Linked DNA regions of Mus musculus: region 1 is linked to region 2. The links are chromatin contacts, called in public Hi-C maps. All regions are on one chromosome and are shown on one strand. Each heading gives the region's core, a stretch centred on a gene start, on an enhancer-like site or on the middle of the called end of the contact. The rest is flanking DNA. Distances are from core to core; before and after follow the strand shown.

The links. Hi-C and Micro-C count contacts between places; a contact is called where the count stands out from the background.
Region 1: a contact with region 2 is called in a Hi-C map of stem cell-derived motor neurons, with 4 times the contacts expected there. The contact joins the promoter of Nsmce3 here to the enhancer-like site in region 2. A contact is called at or near these places in 2 of 39 promoter capture datasets (hippocampal neurons and liver), 5 of 484 Hi-C or Micro-C datasets (embryonic stem cells, liver and stem cell-derived motor neurons), 2 of 115 datasets of contacts at active chromatin or transcription factors (both in embryonic stem cells) and 2 of 9 other capture datasets (adipose tissue and pancreatic islet).

What each region holds. Positions count from the first base shown.
Region 1 is chr7:64,871,398-64,877,639 of GRCm38.p6, forward strand. It overlaps Nsmce3 (NSE3 homolog, SMC5-SMC6 complex component), which reads right to left and starts at 1,643. Exons shown (of 1, transcript NM_023239.5): 1 at 285-1,643. The coding sequence starts at 1,521. The coding sequence ends at 682. All of the region lies in intron 2 of Fam189a1 (family with sequence similarity 189, member A1), which reads right to left.
Region 2 is chr7:64,749,720-64,755,795 of GRCm38.p6, forward strand. It overlaps Apba2 (amyloid beta (A4) precursor protein-binding, family A, member 2), which reads left to right. Exons shown (of 15, transcript NM_001291166.1): 14 at 384-524; 15 at 3,352-4,159. The coding sequence ends at 3,423. Among named protein-coding and RNA genes, the nearest start is that of Nsmce3, 120 kb to the right of the region's middle. Within about 2 kb of position 4,597, at least 11 of the 459 cell types and tissues checked have an H3K27ac peak or open chromatin away from gene starts, as enhancers often do. A contact at or near this core is called in liver, pancreatic islet and stem cell-derived motor neurons, where this site is marked.

The DNA of each region.
Region 1 (6,242 bases), core at 393-2,892, 120 kb after region 2:
CTTCTGCAACACCATTGACTTAGCTTATCATGGAAAAAAAAAAAAAGTCTGGAATCATGACATTTCCTTTTTAGCCGCAATTTCTAACAGGGAAACAATAATAATAATAATGGTGAACTGACTCAAAAGTATAGTATTTGTTATACTAGAAAAGAATCTTAAGTAGAACCCATAGGACAACAGAATTATGATTATGAATATAAAAATGCTAGAAAACACATCACATAGATTTCGTGGGACCACAAGTGCTCACACCCAACAGAATATGTATATTTAAAGCTGTGTTGACAAGAAGCTAAAACAATTTTATTTTCAATTTTAAAAAGACTTTTATTTTTCCCCAGGAACTAGTCATTAAGATAATAGCTACCCTGTTTCTTTATCGTCTAGAACATCAAAGCAATTTACCAAAGTGTTCCTTCTTGAATATGTTTGGCATCATACAATTTCATTTAGGTTTAGAAAGTTAGAAAACTCTTTATAAACAAAAAGACAATTAAATGAAAATTTAAAGCTCCAAACCATAATAATAATAATAAAAAAATCAAACAAAAAACCCTGCAACACATCCTAACGCTCCAAGGCCTTTATGCGTAGCAGAATCAAGCTTCCTCCGACCCCCATTCCCCCTGTTCTTTTATACTGGATCTCCAGAGTCCCTCAGACCATAACTCAAAGAGTTCAAGAGGATGTGGCTGGGGCACTAGCAGTTGCAGGTCTAGCCCTACTCTCCTCATCTGCCAAAGCCTCGCAGTATTGTGTGGGCCAGTCTTTGGGGTCCTGGTTATGGACTTTGGCCACAAACTTAAGAACTTTCATCTTGCTGGTTTCCAGGTTGGTTCGCGGGCCCCACTGTAATTCATAGTCCACAGGATCGGTGTGGGGTATCCTCCGGTACTCCAAGTAGCGCTGCCGCACAAAGTCTTCGGTAATGAGTTTCTTTGGGTCGCCAAAAATTAAGTGTTTCTTAGTGGGGTACACTCCGAGCCGTCGCAGGAAGTCCCAGACCTCAGTCTCGGTGATGGTGTTGCCTTTCATGAAGATAAGCCCCAGGACTATCATAAGCAGGCCCGAGATGGGGGTACCCTGATCGCCCCTCATCTCCGCATCCGCCTCCACCGGCTCCAGCATGTTGATGAGGATGTAGCTGTGGCTCTTGGGCTCCAGCTCCACCAGCTTGTACCCGAACACGTATTGCAGGCGCTCGGCGGCCAGCTTCAGAAGGTTGGGGTACACGTCCCGGTAGTCGCCCACCACGTGCTTCAGGATGTCCGTCCGCTTGATCGGGATCTTCTTCTGGTCCTTGATCAGCAGGAACTGCACCAGCTCGGCCACCTTCAGCTCCAGCTGCTTCTGAGTGCGCGGCCCCACGGTCGGGGCCGACAGGGAAGCGCGGGAGCCCTGGGAGGAGCCGCCCGCGGCGCGGGACGTGCTGGGTCCTTCCTCGCCAGCGCCTCCCCAGTCCCGCTCCGGGTCAGCCTGCGTGCTGGGCCGACCGCGGCCCCTCGGCTTCTGCAACATGTCCCCGGTCGGCGGAGAGCAGGCCGCGATCGGGAGCAGCAACCGCCAGAAGACTCCGCCGAGCGAGCGCGCCCCAGAGGCTGGGAGAGAAGCTGCGGCGCGCGCGTGACGTCACGTCGCCGGCGCGCTGCGTCCGGGAGGCGGAGCGATACGACTGGGAGCCAGCCTGCGGGGGCGGGGACTCTTCATAGCTACTGCGCATGCGGAGGGCCTCGGCGCTGGCAGCAGCTCCTCCTGGGCTTTATCCCCAGTTTTAATGAGAATTGAATGGTGTTTATGAGCTCATATAAATAGAAAACAAGAACCAAAACTTCTCGGCAAGTGTGCGGTTGAGTTCTAGGGCACACCTGTTTAGACACGTCTAATAGTTTTTGGTTAGTTTTTAAGCTACAAAGTTTGTCTATGGAACACAAAGGATAAATGTGTGCGGGTGGGAAAATAAAGGGAGAGGAGGAAAAGATCTGGAAAGTCAAGAAAAAAAAAAAAAGAGTTACCGGGCAGTGGTGGCGCACGCCTTTACTCCCAGCACTTGGGAGGCAGCGGCAGGCAGGTCTCTGGGTTCGAGGCCAGCCTGGTCTACAGAGTGAGTTCCGGTGCAGCTAGGGCTACACAGAAAAAACCTGTTTCGAACCCCCCCCCCCCCCCAAATAAAAAAAAGTGTTGACTTGTGCACCAAATGCGGGACATGACAGACTAGGGGACCCTGTCCCGGTATCTGTCCTTGGCAGAGTTCATTCCCACCTGGCCAGTTAATTTCTGTACAATCCCTTGAGTCTGTAAGGGAAGTTATTCTTAAAAGCAAGACTTCTGCAATTTTCAGGTTCACATTCTCTTCATTGAATTTCAGTTAGATGACCATGAGAAACCACGTAAGCACTGCCAATAACGTGACTTAGTTTGGTAATGTGGACTGACCTTTTGGAAGACATGTTTGGGAAAACTGCCGCGGACCCACATCCACAATTTTAGCAGAAACATGTTAGAGGAATGCTAACCCCAGAGGCACTTGCTCTCTCCAGAGATTACCATTTAATTTAGGTTACCAATGATTGGGAGTAGCAATAATGTGAATTTCTTAATTCTCTCTCTTAATATATAAGCTTTAAAATCTCAATAAGAAAGAGAAGAGCTATCATCCTTTATAATTTGTGGTGTGTGTGGCTTGTAGATGGTTTAAATTGTGCAACTCTAATAGACAAAATGAGTCATTTCATTAACTCAAACCATCAGCAGTCTGTTGCTATTACTGCTGTGGATCTCAGCAAATGGGTTTCTTCTCCATTTACTGACAACGGAACTGAGTTTTCCTCTCTCTTTTTTAAAGCTACCAAGAAAATAGGTAAACTATTCAGAGAACGAACTCAAATTGATTTCCTCCTTAATGCAAATATATTCAGAGGAAAGCAATTCAGATCACATTATTTGAATAATAACACCAAAACATGGCCTTATTAAAATTTCATTAAATGTAAGCAGCATAAAATTTTTGTTTATAATTCAATATGAAAATGCACTCTGATAATGGGACCTGCAATGCTAATATAAAATCCCACCCCATGTTGTGATTCAAGTGTTCTGAAATCTAGTGAGCTTTGAGCAGTAACTTTCTATTCCATACAGGGTCTACGAAGACATCATCAAAGGTTGGTCGCAATGGCAGAGGCTGCAACAGTTTGAATGTGTCCTTTAAAGCTTGCATGTTGGAAATGTAATCCCCCCACTGAAGAGGGCTTTGTCCTCATGAGTGAATGAATGCCATGTTCTCTGTAATGAGTTAAGATTAAATCAATTTTGCCATTGTACTCTCTAAACCTCTCACGACACAGTGATGCTCCACAGATGTGGTACCTGGCCCCTAGTCCTCCCACCCTTCAGAGTCACGAGTGGAGGACAATTCTCCTATTTCCAGTTTACTCACTCTGTGCATTATTTTACAGCAACACAAAATGGACCGAGACCAACTAAATAAAACACAGCATCATGACACTCTTCCATTCATCTGCTTCAGTTTCCCTGCATACTGAATTCTGTATTTAAGTTCATCAAAGCCTCCTGCGATCTAAAAAATCTGCAAAAAGGTCCCTCCAGAAGGATCAGTTGTGCCTTGAGCCAAACAATTTCAGCAGCCAAGAGATAAGAGAGAAAAGGAAAATAAGATGAGAGCTGCTGTCAGCCATCAGGCTGCGTTTCAGTATTTTCTGTGTTAATTTCTTCACAGAGAACCATGCGACTCCAGAAGCTAGGCTAGCACCCAAGACTAGAAACCACAGCATCTTTTAGCAGCACCCCCCACACAGACAGCAGATGATCATGACTCAAAACACAGGAAGAAGGATACAGTTTTAAATCTCAAAACACCTTTCTCCATGCCATCCAGGATGCAGACGAGAAAACACAGGCACAGAATGATGTTATTAAAATGGAGGTTAGAAGTTGCAATGAGAAGGTCACCCAGACCCTGCATCCTACTTCCAACCGACAATGGAAACTATGAAGTCCTAACACGGAAGGTGGCAAAGGCAAGAGTCAATGCCTTTGCAAAGGTAACTGCAAACACTGCCTCTTCAGCCTCACACCAACCCTGTGGGGCCTGTTGGTCTATTACTTTCATTCATGGAGAAACAGATAGGTAGAACGTAGACAAGGTGACCCTGAAGAATATAACTTTGGCCTCAGGGAATCTAGACTACAATTCTGGAAAAGCTACCCACACTCCAAATTTCAGCTTCCAGACCAACAATCTGAAACCAAGGAATTCCGAATTCAAAGAATTAGCTGGGATTTGTTTGCTAAGGACCTAGCACAGGGGCTGGCAGGGTGCTTAGGTACTGTTAGTTTCTGTTTAGGGGTTGACTTTCTTAGGGTCCTGGTCGGGCTGCAGAATTAAATTCATGAGGCAGTTTTAAAATTTAGTTTGGTTTTTGCAGTCCTGGGGGTCAAATCTGGGGCCTCTCATACATTGGGCAAATGTGCTACTATTGTGCTATGCCCACAGCCCAGGAGACAGATTAATTAAATAAATGTATACACCTTTAGTCCAAGTGGAAGGAGACACAGTCCCTTTTTTAAAATAACAAAACCAAGTTTCAAAGAAGACTGCGGGGAAGTGGTGGTGCACACCTTTAATCCCAGCACTTGGGAGGCAGAGGCAGGCGGATTTCTGAGTTTGAGGCCAGCCTGGTCTACAGAGTGAGTTCCAGAACAGCCAGGGCTACACAGAGAAACCCTGTCTCAAAAAAAAAAAAAAAAAAAAAAAAAAGGGAAAAGAAAAAAAGGAGAAGAAGAAGAAGAAGAAGAAGAAGAAGAAGAAGAAGAAGAAGAAGTAGTAGTAGTAGTAGTCATCGCAAGACCTAGGTGCTTTTGTATTTGAACAAAGAGAGGTAATTGTGGAAAGGTAACTAAATTATATGGGAAGGCTAAAGGAGAGTAATTATAAGAAGAAGCTGACTATGACCTCTTGGCCAGGACCCGGTAATGTTTCCTTTCTCTGGCTGTGGGCAGGGACCTTGCACTTGAAAGTTTTTATCTCCTGTTTTCAAAGGAAGAGAGGAGCTAGGCTGCCCTTCTCACAGCTGCTGTTTTTCAAGTGCTTTAGCTCGAAGTAATCCTTATGCCAAAGTGACATATTCTGGGTGGCATATTCTGCTACCTAGCACTAGAAAGATGTTCATCTCAGGGGAGCACATGCACATATAAAAATCAGGGAAAGGTCAGGAAGGAATATATAGACATGACTATGCCATTAAGGCTGTGTGCTCTGAAAAATAAGAAGGTTGATTTTTATTGTTGGTTAGAAGATAAATGAAAACCATCTCCTTGGTGAAGCCTCACTTCGCAGTGTCATAATGCTCTGCCCGTTAGGAGGTTCAGATTTTCAGTAAATCCGATGCCATTGGAATATGGCAAGTGCAACTTTCTGTGGAAGCCTTGGAGTCATGGAGATAAATGACTAAAGCAGAAAAGAAATGTTCAAATGCTTGTGTAGATGACCTTTCTGCGTTTATCGCCAGACCCCAAAAGGAGGGAAAATAAAAATTCTTTGAGGCAAACCCCACACTATCTAAGATTTCACAGGCACCGAGCAAGGCTACACAGAACTCCTTACATTTCTCTAAGTAATTAAATGCGTTCTCCCATCTCCTTGGCAGCAGGTGCCTGCCAGCAAGCTCTAATCATCTATATTATCTACTAGGGGCTACTCCTCATTCACTGATGTTTCTTGTTGAAGCAGAACACGATTTTAAGTCCTCTAACAGCAACGCAGTGCTAAAAGCAGGTGAGGACCTTTTGGGAAGAAAAGGGATAATCAAAGCATGCGGCTAGCATGCACAAACAGCTTCCCCGCCTTTTCTGTGTGGCAGGCATGCGATGGAGTTGAGGCACAAATACTGGTTTTGGTGCTAGGTAACAATGGCCACCATGAAGATTCAGTGAAGTGCTTCATGTCCGCTCATTGTTTACTCGTAAAAACCATGTCTACCTATCCCTAACAAAGGCCCTCCAGATTGGACCGCATGGTGGACCGCATAGAACATTTTGTCCCTCATAAAGGTTGATCAAGCCTAACAGAGCTTCCCTTGACTAGGAAAGGGGTGGGCTGATGAGACAGTGCCTTGCTAGTACAGCAGCCACTTGGCACAGAGCCTCTTATTAAACTCTCTTCTCAAGAAACAGAAAGTACACAGTGACCAAGGGCCCTGATGAAAACCATTAAGGTGTAT
Region 2 (6,076 bases), core at 3,347-5,846:
AGCCTTCTGGCTCTGTGTCATGTTCCCAAACTACATTTATGCCTTGAGAGTTTATCATCTCAGTCTCTATGAGGTAGGTAAGGGAGGTATGGACTGTCTTCCTTAGAAAGAACACTAGGGTGTGGCTGGCGGGGAGATGTTCACTGTAGGCAGTCCCAGGAAAAAACTCTCTGGTCTACCTTGGAGTTCTGACACTCACACAATGGTGCTGGCTCCTCTTCTTAAAGCCACATTCTAACTCACAGCTGTTCTTGCTCATGAGTCAGGGACTGAAATGCTGGGATCTTTTGCAACAATAATGTCTCTTCCCCCATCTGTGGGACATGGTGGAATATCTTCAGGGTGCATGGGAACATGTATGCTGACTTCACCTGTCCCCGTAGATCTGCAGCCTCATGAGAGGGGGTATTGCAGAGCGAGGTGGTGTCCGAGTCGGCCACCGTATCATCGAGATCAACGGACAGAGTGTGGTAGCCACAGCCCATGAGAAGATAGTCCAGGCTCTGTCTAACTCGGTGGGAGAGGTAAGACTGCTGGTCTGCCCCTCAAGTCCAGGGGTGTTTGAGCTCCTGTTTTCTCTGCCTAGCTAACCCTGGAAGCCATTTGATGTGTTTTGAAAAGCCACTGGTCCTTCCAACAGAAAGCAGCCCTGTTTAGAACAGAGTGGGCATGTGGGACCTTGGGCTTACCTCCACCTCCTGTTTCATGGGTGTGCCCCACTTTGACCTGTGAGCCAGTTACCATCCACTGGATGTCAGCTGAGGAGCAGACTGTGCCCCCACCTCACAGTGGGAGCAGAGTGGGGGGGTTCTCTTAGACTCTCTGGTATCTCAGGACAGAGGCTCCCAGGCACAGCCCCTAACCCCATTTCTGAACAGAATCCCGTACATCCAGCTCCCTACACCAGGAGGCCTGGTTAGCTCATAGCTGCTGTGTCATGGGTGTTGCTCTGTGCCCAGGGTCAAACTGCTTTTTCTTTTCATAGTTCGCTAGCTTGCAACCATCCCCTAGTTTGGCCCTTCTTTGGTCATTTGCATTCTAGCAAGACCCTTTGGTCCCCGAGGAGGGGTATAGCTGTCCTCAAGGATCACACAGGTGAGCATCATAGTGCAAGGTGTGGATGATGCTGCAGTGCACAGAGAGGAAACTTACGCAGTATGGGTGAGGTTTGTAGTATGAAGGTGTGTGTGTGTGTGTGTGTGTGTGTGTGTGTGTGTGTGTGTGTGCTCTCGCATATGCAGCTGGTGGAGAAGAGGTTATGAGTGTCCGGATGTTAGTGTGTCTATAGTTATGGGTAAGAGTGTATTGTGTAGGTGTGTATGATTGTGTCTGTGAGGGTGTGGGTGCTAGTCAGTATAGGTGTGTGGGTAAGAATGCGTGTGAGTTTGTGAAGAAAAAGTGTGTTTTGGTGTATTTGTGGCTATGTATGAGAATAGGTAGGCTAAGAGTGAGGTATTTGTGTTAGTGTTTATGTAGATGAGTGACTGAATCTGTGATATTGTGGGTTAAGTGTGTGCTTGTGACCTGTGCCTGTAGTTGTGTATAAGAGATGGAGTATGCTTGCCGGTTTGTATGAGTGGGGGTGTTAGTGTATGGATGCATGTGAATTTGTGGAGGAGGCTGTGTTTGTGATGTGTGCATAAATGTGTTAGAGTGGGCGTAAATGAGTGTAGGTGTGTGTGTGTGTGTGTGTGTGTGTGTGTGTGTGTGTGTGTGTGTGTGTGTGTGAATGCAATTAGAAACTTACAGGGGACGTGTATGGTCATGATGTATACATCTGAGTATGAGAGTATGCGTGTGCACATGGCAGTCCAAATTCCCATGAATATGGGGGTGTGAGTGTGGGAGTGGGAACTGTGGCGGGGTGGTCTCTGGGAAACTGTGAGTGCTGGCACAGAGTGGGAGGCTGGCGCTGAGCTGGAGAGGCTCTGGCTAGGGGAGTTGCCTGCCCGCTGATCTTTTCCTGGAATTCTGCTGTGGTCCCTGCAGGGCTGCCAGACTCCCTCTAGTGGCCACTGGGTGCTCATGCAGGGCAGATGGTCCAGACTCCCATTTCCTTTGGGCATGGAAGGATGGGAGTTGTTATTTCCTCAGGGGATCCTGGTTTATGTCCCTTAAATCACCTCTCTTGGGGCCACAATGACCAAGTCAGCATCTTTTGACATACCTAAAGGGGCTTGGGGGAAGAGGTACATTCTTTGGACTGGCTGCAAGTGATGGCTAACTCTCAAGGAGGGGACAGGAGGGGGCCATTGGCTGCTTCTAACTAATGGCTTCCAAGAAAGGACAATCCAATTTTCCTAAGTAGACATTCAGAAATGACTGCCCTCATGGGAGTAACCAGTCTCACACCTAAAGAAATCAATCCTGGCCGGGGGAGGGTGGGGGTGGGCCGGGGACCCCAAGAAATGACTCCACCACCTCAGGCCTGAGATTAATTGATAACTAAGGAAACAGCAGAGAGAGGGAGTGTGGCAACTCCCTTCAGCCTGTGGGCTGAGCAAGGCTTCACCCACCCAGCTGGTGACAGAAATGTCTGCCTGCATTTCCCACCAACCCCCAAGCACATTTGGAGAATGAGTCACCCCATTTTGAGACGCCCTCACAGGTTGTGGGTGGGGTAGGTTTTAATTGAAGAATTACGGCGAATGATGCTCCTGAGGGAAAGGCTGTCCTGTGGACTTGTGGAGGAGCTAAAGTATGAACGAAGCAAACATCTGCACGTTTCACCTGTATGAGCTCCGTCCGCAGAGTACAGTCTGGGCCAGAACAGACCTGGAGGCAGCTGAGACCCTGGCAGCTTCTTCCAGAGCACAGCACGGCCCAAGTCCAGGAGCACAACCCCAGTATGGGGAGTGGAAAAGGGGAATCAGAGCTCCCTGCTGTTTGTCTCTCGGGACTCAGAGTCATCCCACCACCCAGGAAGTCATCCCATGGTCTACCCAGCCCAAGTAGAGCCCAAGGGCAACTGGGTTGTTGAGAGTCATTTGTTAATTGAGGGACTCCTTGTCTCTTCAGCTCTTCCCTCGCCCCACATCCTCTTGCCTCATCCAGAGTCTGTGCATCCCCTTCTCAGAAGCACAGCACACTTCTTGCAGCTCGGGGGGGGGGGGGGGGAGGCGGGGGGGGGAGGACCTGTGCCCAGTCACCATCAGAAGTCTACTGTCCCATTCTTTTGGTGTCAGCTCCAGATGAGAGAGAGACAGAGTGTATCAGAAGCCCCGTATCGGAGGGGCACCCACCCTTCTATCCCAGCCTGCTCACTGAGAGCCTCTCGGAGACTGGCACCTGATGCATTCATTTCACTAAGGAGAAGCGGCAGCTGGCTCAGCCTTTCCTCTCTGTTTCCAGATTCACATGAAGACCATGCCTGCAGCCATGTTTAGGCTCCTCACGGGCCAGGAGACCCCGCTGTACATCTAGGTACACCCAACCTCACCGTGGAGCCGGGATACCAGGCAGACCCACCTGGGTCCGGACGAGCCAGAAGCCAGGACAAAGCCCTGACCCCCTGACCCCCTTGCAGCCACCCCAACCAGGACCTCTGGCTCCCTCAAAGGAAGGGTGTGTCCTTGTCACCTAGTTTTTTTGTTTGGTTGTTTTTGTTTTGTTTTGTTTTGTTTTAGTTTTGTTTTCAGTTTTGCTACAACAAAAAAAAGAAAGAAAGAAAGAAAGAAAGAAAGAAAGAAAGAAAGAAAGAAAGAAAGAAAGAAAGAAAGAAAAGGGGGAAAAATAGGTATGTCCTTACTGAAGGAGAGTTGCAGGGCAATCCTTTGTGAAACTTACCAGTCTTCTGCCACATTCTCATCACGGCTGATGAAGGGTGCTCACAGGTAGTTCTGTGTGGTGTGCTGTCTCTACTCCCTGAGGCTATGGAATGTGAATGTGGTGCCCACCCCTCCCGTCTCCGTGGCTGTGAAAGGAGTCCCCCCTGTGATGCAGCTGCAGCCTTTTCTGCCCTTGGCTGTGACCCCTGGGGTCCAGGGGTGTCCTAGAGGGCCCATCTGCTGGCCTTGCCTCCTCTGCACAGGCACAGGGGCAACCTGGCTTCCAGGCTGAGACTTGTGCCAAGTGTGGGAACGTGTGATTGATTGTAAGTATTTACGCAGCAAGGGGATGCTCCCGAGTTAAATAAAAAATCATGGTCACGATGTCAAAACTCCATATTTATTTAGCAAATAATACTGTTTGGACTTTGACCTTGGCAAGCCATTCTCTGGATGTTTAGTTTTCCGGACGATCTGTGACCACTGCTGCTTCTCCTGTCCTAGACTATTCTGAGTCCCCTGAGACCCTGTGAATTTCCCTGGGCATCCTTACCTTGACTGACTCCTCCACCACAGGACTTCTTGTTAGGGGGCAACATCCTGCCGGGGACAAAGGCAGAGGCATGGGAAATGTTCCTATTTAAACAACAACAAAACTCTACAGACACCTACACACACACACACACACACACACACACACACACACCTGTCCCCAATAAAGGAAGCCCACATCAGAAAACCCCACCTCTGCCCTTCCAGAAGGGACCAGCAAGAGTGCAAATTACTTGTCAAGCGAACTGCTTGGCCATCACTCACAGAGCAGTGTTAGCGTGTCATGGACCAAGGAGCGCAGGGGCTGGCTCAGCGCATTAGAGGTCAATGTTAACTGACGTCATTTTGTCTGGCAGCCTCTTTTTTTTTTTTTTTTTTTTTTTGGCTCAGGCCTTGAAGAATACACTGTGACTTAAGAAGCCTTACCACACAGTAACTAAAGATTTAGGATTACTGTACTCGAGGAGTAACCTGTGTGTTGCATGCAGCTGACCCTAGGAAGACTTCGTGCATATTGCTAATAAACCTCAAGTCGTGATCAAATGCACTGTGTGTGCCTCATTTGTCAGCTGGGCAGTACACACGCTGTGGGCCTCTCATTTCCACCGTTTGGACAGTGGCTCTGAGAGTCTGCCCTGTGGTAACAGGACCCCTCCCTGGTCTGCAACCTTAGCAGCTCCCACACAGGTGGGCACTGGAGGGGGCAAGGGCTAAAAGCCACCATGTGTCACTGATAGTGTCCGCCCAGCTTCAGGTTCTTCACTCAGCTGCAGCATGGAAGAGATGGCTGTAGGTTGACTTAATAAAGGAGCGGTGGAGACCAGGGATTCTCCGGATTGCTTACCTCAGAAGTATATGTATGTTAAAGGATATTGGCCTACACCTAGCCTTTCTCCAGACCTTTGGAATCCATACCTGTAGAGTGTTGGCAGGGCATCTTTGCAGTTCTGTACCTTGCTACAGGCCTGCTGTGCCTGATATGAGGAGGGAATGGGGTAAGCTTGGGGTTGTCTCTGGAGGATGAGACAGGGGACCTTGGCAAGTGAGAGTCTCCTCTTTGGCCCACCGCAGCAAAGCATATCCATGACCAGGTGTTTTCTTTGCTCACGATTCTGCAGGAACCGCCTGAGGGGCCTGAACCATGTGCCCCCTTCACTTTTCTACCCATCAGGAGCAGGCGAGAAAGAGCCTTTCACTGTGAACTCTAGCCTCAAACAGTGGCCTGAGAAATGCCATCAGAAATGCAACACAAAGGTCTCCAGGTCTGTCACCTCACTCCCCAAAAAACAGAAGAACTGAGAGCCAAGAAAACTGTTTCCCTATGCCAAGATTCAAAAACCAGTATCTAGATGGCTGGCATTCGTACAGAATGGGATGAACAGTCCCTGAGGTGAAGGCAAGACAGCAGAGGAGCTAGCGCCTGCTGCTAGGCCCACGGACTGCCCCTGTGTGTTCTAGACAAGCACGTGCCCTGCTCCAGAGAGAAGAGGCACAGTCAGAGATGATACGAGGGTACGATGTCTACAGACTGGTACTCAGCGTGTGTGCACAATGTGTGCATGTGTTTTCACCTGTGTGCAGGCACATGTGACCATTTGTGCACACATGGATATACGGTCCTTTGTCACGCCCCATCTTATTTTGTCGAGGCAGTCTTTTACAGAACCAGGGGCTTGCTATTCCAGCTGCTCCAGTCAGGAAGTGGTTGGCCTATCCCTGCACACCCCAGCACTGGGGCTACAGTGTGCCCCTCCCTC